2 separate regions of the Mus musculus genome follow, and region 1 is linked to region 2. Evidence: chromatin contacts called from public promoter capture Hi-C data. All regions are on one chromosome and are shown on one strand. The core of a region is the stretch at or near the end of the contact, and the rest is flanking DNA. Distances in the headings are between cores, read along the strand shown. Region 1 holds the start of Top1mt (DNA topoisomerase 1, mitochondrial). Region 2 holds the start of Arc (activity regulated cytoskeletal-associated protein).

Region 1 (3,379 bases), core at 721-3,220, 1.0 Mb before region 2:
GATCTTGTTAGGTACTGCCAAGGCTGGTGCAGCATGCAGAACCAGGGAGGCAGTGCAGCAAAGAGTCTCAAAGAGATTACAATAAGCTGGGAGCTACAGGGGACGAGTCTCAAAGAGATTGGCCGGAATACAAGCCAGGCGATCTGGGGAACTTTGAGAGGAAGCAGAGAAAAAAAAAATCTGCATGGGGAGGGCCGGATAATAAGGAAACAGTGAGAGCCGTTGGCAAACCTCAGGGCCATGGTGGGGCAGTTTTCTGTGCTGTGGATGGTTGGGGAGGTGCGAGCTGAAATTCAGAGGAGCCTCGCTTGAAGTGGAGCTTCAATGGGTGTGCGTTCACATGCACACAATGTGTGTGTGTGTGTGTGTGTGTGTGTGTGCGCGCGCGCGCGCGCAAATGAAGACCAGAGGACAACCTCAGGTGTCAGTCAACCTACTGGAACTCACTAATTGGCTAGGCTGGCTGGCCATCAAGCCAGCCTGTCTCTGCCTGTCTCTGCCTCCCCAGAGCTGAGGTTACAAGAGTGTGCCACCTTGCTTTTCAACATAGGTGCTAGGGCTCAAACTCAGACCCTTATGCTGGTGCAGCAAGCACTCATTGGCTGTGCCATCTCTCCAGCTGCTGCAGTGGAGTTTTGAGCTGTGGGTTTCAGGGGCGCCAGGGAGAGAGGCGGTTGAAGTCTCTGAGTGTGTATGTGTCTGCCTCGCTCTTATCAGACTTTCTGGAGGAGGTGCTGGAGGAGGCTGAGATTCAGAGAAATTAAACTTGTCTAGTAAAGAGCAGATGGTGGACTCCCACAGGCAGACACAGGCCATTGTAGCCCATCAAGTTGAGGAAAGCGACGTGAAAACGCTTGTATGTTACTCGTAATGAGATGGTTGCATTGAGTTTGTATTGAAGTCAAATGCCCCTGCTTATCCTGAATTGTGGCTTCTACACAATGAAGCCCTCCCCACCCTCCAGCTCTCTGTTGGCGGCTACGACGTGTGAGTGGACACTGCTGTCACAGAACAGCCTTATGACGGACTTTGGGCTCAGGAGGTCTGACTGTCAGCTCCAGCATTCATCATCATCTACCTGAAATTCTTCCTCAAGCCTGGTCTCAGTTGCAAACAGGGCTCCTTTTACCTGCTATGAGGATATGAACGCTGTGAGGCCATGCTCCCCAACTGTCACAACTCCAGCTGGTCTTCAAGGGTACAAGGGTCCTGGACAGCCAGCTACAGACCTGGAATGCCCAAAGTCTTGCTGGTCTGTTGATCATACTCAGCAAACTTTTTGTAGTACTGGCCGTGTCCAGCAGGGGGCCCACTAGCCTCTCCCCGGCTCTGTTCCTGCCTCGGGCCGCTAGATGTCAGTAGGAATCCAGTGAGTTGGTAACCGTGGGCGGGACCTACAGGATAGGCTAGCTCTTTCTTGCTGGTCTCCGTCTCATTTTTTACCTTTCCTGTTCACCACTTTCTTGCAGGCCTGTGTGCTGTTTCAGTGGAAATACCAAGGCTGCCTGCTGCTGGCTCGGGGAGCAGCTGTCCGCGGATTAGGAGATTTTTGTTGCTTGGTACAAATGTCTTGAGATCTTGGTACACATGTCTTCAGATCTGAATGTGTTGAAGGGGGGAGCCTATGGCTTATGGCCCTGGTCTCTTGGCGGCGAGCCTAGGCAACAGCAGTTTTTGCAGGACTTCCAGTGCTGTTGGTCAGTCGCCTAGAGGAAGTTGCTTTGAGCAGGGCAGCTGGTGTCTGCAACTGCGTCCTCCTGGAGGTGTGGGTACTCGGTGTTTTGCCACTTAGATGGGTAGATAGGGCCCTCTGACCAAGTGTGTCTACTCATGACTTCCTCAGGTTGCCATGGCAGGTAGAAGCGCTGGGAGAGGGGCAATGCTCGGCCCTGGCTGGGGACGCCTTCCCAAGGTGGGCGGGCAGGGCGGGACTCCTGGACGTGTGGGGGCGGAGCTCTGTCAGAAGGGCGTGGCCTCGGAAAGCGGGCAGAGCCCACGCATGCACGCACACGCATGCTGCTGCTGTGGCTCAGAGCCCTGTGCCGGCGTTTCCAGCATGTCCCCTGCCGCGTCCCTTCCTGTCAGGTGTCCCGGGTCGCGAAGGCGAACAGAGCCGGGTAAGGCGGGTGGGACGGAGCTCAGGCGAGACAGGGCTCAGTGACTTGCCTAATCCTGCTCCTGTGCCGGGCCACACCGGACACATTGGGAAAAATCGGTCACCCATGTAATTGGGTCTGGGCCTCCAGGCTGCCGCGTTTGGTTTGGAGGAGGTCCCTTTGGAGTGTGGTTCCCAGATTCCCTGATTGGTCTCAGGCCCACTCCACGATTCTTACACTCTTTGTCACGTGGCCTTAGCTTTCAATACCTACCTTACGTCACCAGCCTGCCCCGAGGGACTTCCTAGGGGTTGGGATGGCTGTCCAGGCTGAGATTATATGTGAGATTCTGATTTTTCAACCTTTCCCTCGTGTACTGAGGTTCCCGGAAGCGCCCAGCTCTGGGTTGTGGGATTGTTGCTCACAGCACTTGGGGAGCGGGGATGTCCTGGTCTAATCGCCCGAGTGGTGGGTGGGTTCACAGCGAAGACAGCCCTTCCAGGGCCAGCCATTACAGCTGACCTGCTGACCTGCTTTTGATAGCTCAGCCCCGGACTGGGGCAGCTAAGCTCTTAGGCTCTAGAAATTCCAGGGGAAAGACAGGGCTGTCCTGACTCTCCAAATGGGGCTGAGTTGTGGCCTCTAGGAGAAGACACAGGGCTTCACAGCAGGACATCGGGGTAACTTCCTTGATACTCTTCTCCAGTGGGACAAAGGAATGTCACCCACGCCACGCCACGCCACAGTAGTTGTTTATAGCCCCAATCTCAGTGTCCTTGTCTGTGAAATGGGGATGGCCGTAGACTTCGCCTAGCAGTTTGGGTAATGAGCTTGCCGCTCAGTGTAGGTTCTGAGGTGCTTGTCCACATTTTATGACATCGAATTGGGCTGAATGTTGGAGGAAAGCTGCCTGAGTCGTGTCACGAAGCACTTCTGCATGCAGCCACCGAACTGTTCCCCACCTAGACCCACATGAGAAGCGGAATGGGATTTAAACCCCTATCTCTGGGAACCTTTGGCCACCACTTTTCTCTTTTTCCCTCCTGCATGGTTCATGGGACACCTCTCACCCCTCACACCCCTCAGGCATCCAAGTTCTGGCTACTTTGCAAGAGCTGCTCTGTTTATGAAGCCCGGCCCGCTCCTTACTTTCTGAGGGCACACCTGGAATTGTTTACTGGCTCAGGACATGGTCCCTTGTCCCCTGACCTCCCCACCTATGCTCACTTTCAGGCATTGTAGCTCCACCACACCTGGTCCCTTCTTTGCAGGAAGAGCGAGAA
Region 2 (3,102 bases), core at 67-2,566:
AAGGCCATGAGTGGGGGGCATGAGTCCACAGAGAGGGCCGTGAGTGGGGGGCATGAGTCTACATGGAAGGGTGTGAGTGGGCTAAGTGCTGGTTGGTATGAGTGTTCAGTGTGTATGTATGAGTGTGAGAGAGGGGGAGCTGGCAGAGAGGAAAGGGGGTTCTTGCAGGCACCATGTGTCTGTGGGCCCCTGTAGGCTTCTGCTGTGGGCAGTGATATGTCCCCAAGTAACATCAGGAAATGGGAGACCTAGACCTGTGTTTCTGGCTTGGTGTAAGTCAAGAAGGATGCCCTCCCCCACTGCACCACAGCGCTGTTGGCTGTTGCCAGGGAATCGGAAGGGGCCTCCCTCTAGAGGGAATCTCAGCTTCCGGAGCCCCATTCCTTATATGGCATCTTGCTTTCCTCTGCAGGCTCCTTCCCCTCCTTCCTCCTTCTCCCTCCCTCCTTCCTCCGGACTAACCTCTTGGAAGGCTTGAGAAGCTTCTGGTCCAGTTGTGGCTGGGTCCTAGGGACTTCAGGGTTCAGCAATGTTGCCTACACATCTTGATATCCCTATGCCCTACCCCAGTGTCTGTACAGGTTCAAGTGATACATCTGTTTCAGGGCACTGCGGCCCTGTTCAGCCACTGACACACAGACAGGGCCACTCAGTGTCCACAAACCTATGAAGGGGTCCAGAAAAAGCCTTGCCTGAGTGGAGTTCCCGAACAATATTGGACCAGGCTAGGATTTGGACTTATGACTCTTGGGGCAAGGTTGGGCAGGAAGTAGGTGTGTGTGTGTGTGTGTGTGTGTGTGTGTGTGTGTGTGTGTGTCCCGCTAACCAAAGGCAGCTGAGGATAGAAGGGTTTGGAGTGAGAGATTCCTACCAGGCACTTCTGAAGTTGCATACTGTGTGGTCAGGATGGGCAAGAGTCAGGATGGGCGCATCAAAGATTCAGAGGGGTAACGTCCAGCTGCTCCCTAAGAAAAGAGATCATGAGGCCCCAGGGCAAACAGTAGGTAATAACCTGCCTTAGCCTCATCCTCGCTGCCCAGGACTAGGTAGAGGAGAGTGTCTCCGGTCCCCAAAATCCCTCCCGGTGGGAGGCGCGCAGCAGAGCACATTAGTCACTCGGGGCTGTGAAGGGGCGGGTCCTTGAGGGCACCCACGGGAGGGGAGCGAGTAGGCGCGGAAGGCGGGGCCTGCGGCAGGAGAGGGCGCGGGCGGGCTCTGGCGCGGAGCCTGGGCGCCGCCAATGGGAGCCAGGGCTCCACGAGCTGCCGCCCACGGGCCCCGCGCAGCATAAATAGCCGCTGGTGGCGGTTTCGGTGCAGAGCTCAAGCGAGTTCTCCCGCAGCCGCAGTCTCTGGGCCTCTCTAGCTTCAGCGGCGACGAGCCTGCCACACTCGCTAAGCTCCTCCGGCACCGCACACCTGCCACTGCCGCTGCAGCCGCCGGCTCTGCTCCCTTCCGGCTTCTGCCTCAGAGGAGTTCTTAGCCTGTTCGGAGCCGCAGCACCGACGACCAGATGGAGCTGGACCATATGACCACCGGCGGCCTCCACGCCTACCCTGCCCCGCGGGGTGGGCCGGCCGCCAAACCCAATGTGATCCTGCAGATTGGTAAGTGCCGAGCTGAGATGCTGGAACACGTACGGAGGACCCACCGGCATCTGTTGACCGAAGTGTCCAAGCAGGTGGAGCGAGAGCTGAAAGGGTTGCACAGGTCGGTGGGCAAGCTGGAGAACAACTTGGACGGCTACGTGCCCACCGGCGACTCACAGCGCTGGAAGAAGTCCATCAAGGCCTGTCTTTGCCGCTGCCAGGAGACCATCGCCAACCTGGAGCGCTGGGTCAAGCGTGAGATGCACGTGTGGAGGGAGGTCTTCTACCGTCTGGAGAGGTGGGCTGACCGCCTGGAGTCCATGGGCGGCAAATACCCAGTGGGCAGCGAGCCGGCCCGCCACACTGTCTCTGTAGGTGTGGGGGGTCCAGAGCCCTACTGCCAGGAAGCTGATGGCTATGACTATACCGTTAGCCCCTATGCCATCACCCCGCCACCTGCCGCAGGAGAACTGCCTGAACAGGAGTCAGTTGAGGCTCAGCAATATCAGTCTTGGGGGCCAGGTGAGGATGGGCAACCGAGCCCTGGTGTGGATACACAGATCTTCGAGGACCCACGGGAGTTCCTGAGCCACCTGGAAGAGTACCTGCGGCAGGTGGGTGGCTCTGAAGAATATTGGCTGTCCCAGATCCAGAACCACATGAATGGGCCAGCCAAGAAGTGGTGGGAGTTCAAGCAGGGCTCGGTGAAGAACTGGGTGGAGTTCAAGAAGGAGTTTCTGCAATACAGTGAGGGTACACTCTCCCGTGAAGCCATTCAGCGGGAGCTGGAGCTGCCGCAGAAGCAGGGTGAACCACTCGACCAGTTCCTCTGGCGCAAGCGGGACCTGTACCAGACACTGTATGTGGACGCTGAGGAGGAGGAGATCATTCAGTATGTGGTGGGCACCCTGCAGCCCAAACTCAAGCGCTTTCTGCGCCACCCACTCCCCAAGACCCTGGAGCAGCTTATCCAGAGGGGTATGGAAGTGCAGGACGGCCTGGAGCAGGCAGCTGAGCCTTCTGGCACCCCACTGCCCACAGAGGATGAGACGGAGGCACTCACACCTGCTCTTACCAGCGAGTCAGTAGCCAGTGACAGGACCCAGCCTGAATAGAGGGGCCAGCCCAGGGTCCCCAGCCCGCCTGCCACACCCAGCCTGTGGCTTTTGCCAACTAGGACTTGAGCTGGGGCTGACTCCCAAAGGGATGCCCTGTCCAGCCAGACATCTACTCACCCACTGACCTGGCCTGACTCACAACTGCCACACAACCATGCTACATGGACTGAACATCAAGAAGCCCCTTTCCCATAGGGCTCCCACCTGCCGCCTACCCCTCATCTGTCTGCCCTGGTCCTGGCCCCCAGCCCCATTGGCCTCACCCTCTACACTCTCAGACCATCACAGAACACGATCTGGCTTCCTCATTCTGCTCCAGTGTCCAGGGCTCTTTGGGTAATCAAGAAACCAAGTGTCTGAAAGGCAACAAAAAGTAGGCACCAAAACCCAGGGGA

Evidence for each region. Promoter capture Hi-C pulls out the DNA fragments that hold promoters and counts their contacts.
Region 1: a promoter capture Hi-C map of pre-B cells shows a contact between it and region 2, with 4 times the contacts expected there. The contact joins the promoter of Top1mt here to the promoter of Arc in region 2. A contact is called at or near these places in 2 of 39 promoter capture datasets (the 3T3-L1 cell line and pre-B cells), 2 of 484 Hi-C or Micro-C datasets (CD4 T cells and muscle stem cells) and 1 of 115 datasets of contacts at active chromatin or transcription factors (astrocytes).

What each region holds. Positions count from the first base shown.
Region 1 is chr15:75,677,391-75,680,769 of GRCm38.p6, reverse strand. Top1mt (DNA topoisomerase 1, mitochondrial) reads left to right here and starts at 1,970. Exons shown (of 14, transcript NM_028404.3): 1 at 1,970-2,117. The coding sequence starts at 2,014.
Region 2 is chr15:74,670,784-74,673,885 of GRCm38.p6, reverse strand. It overlaps Arc (activity regulated cytoskeletal-associated protein), which reads left to right and starts at 1,316. Exons shown (of 3, transcript NM_018790.3): 1 at 1,316-3,102. The coding sequence starts at 1,514. The coding sequence ends at 2,704. It overlaps Gm32994 (a long non-coding RNA gene), which reads right to left and starts at 873. Exons shown (of 5, transcript XR_003951652.1): 1 at 463-873.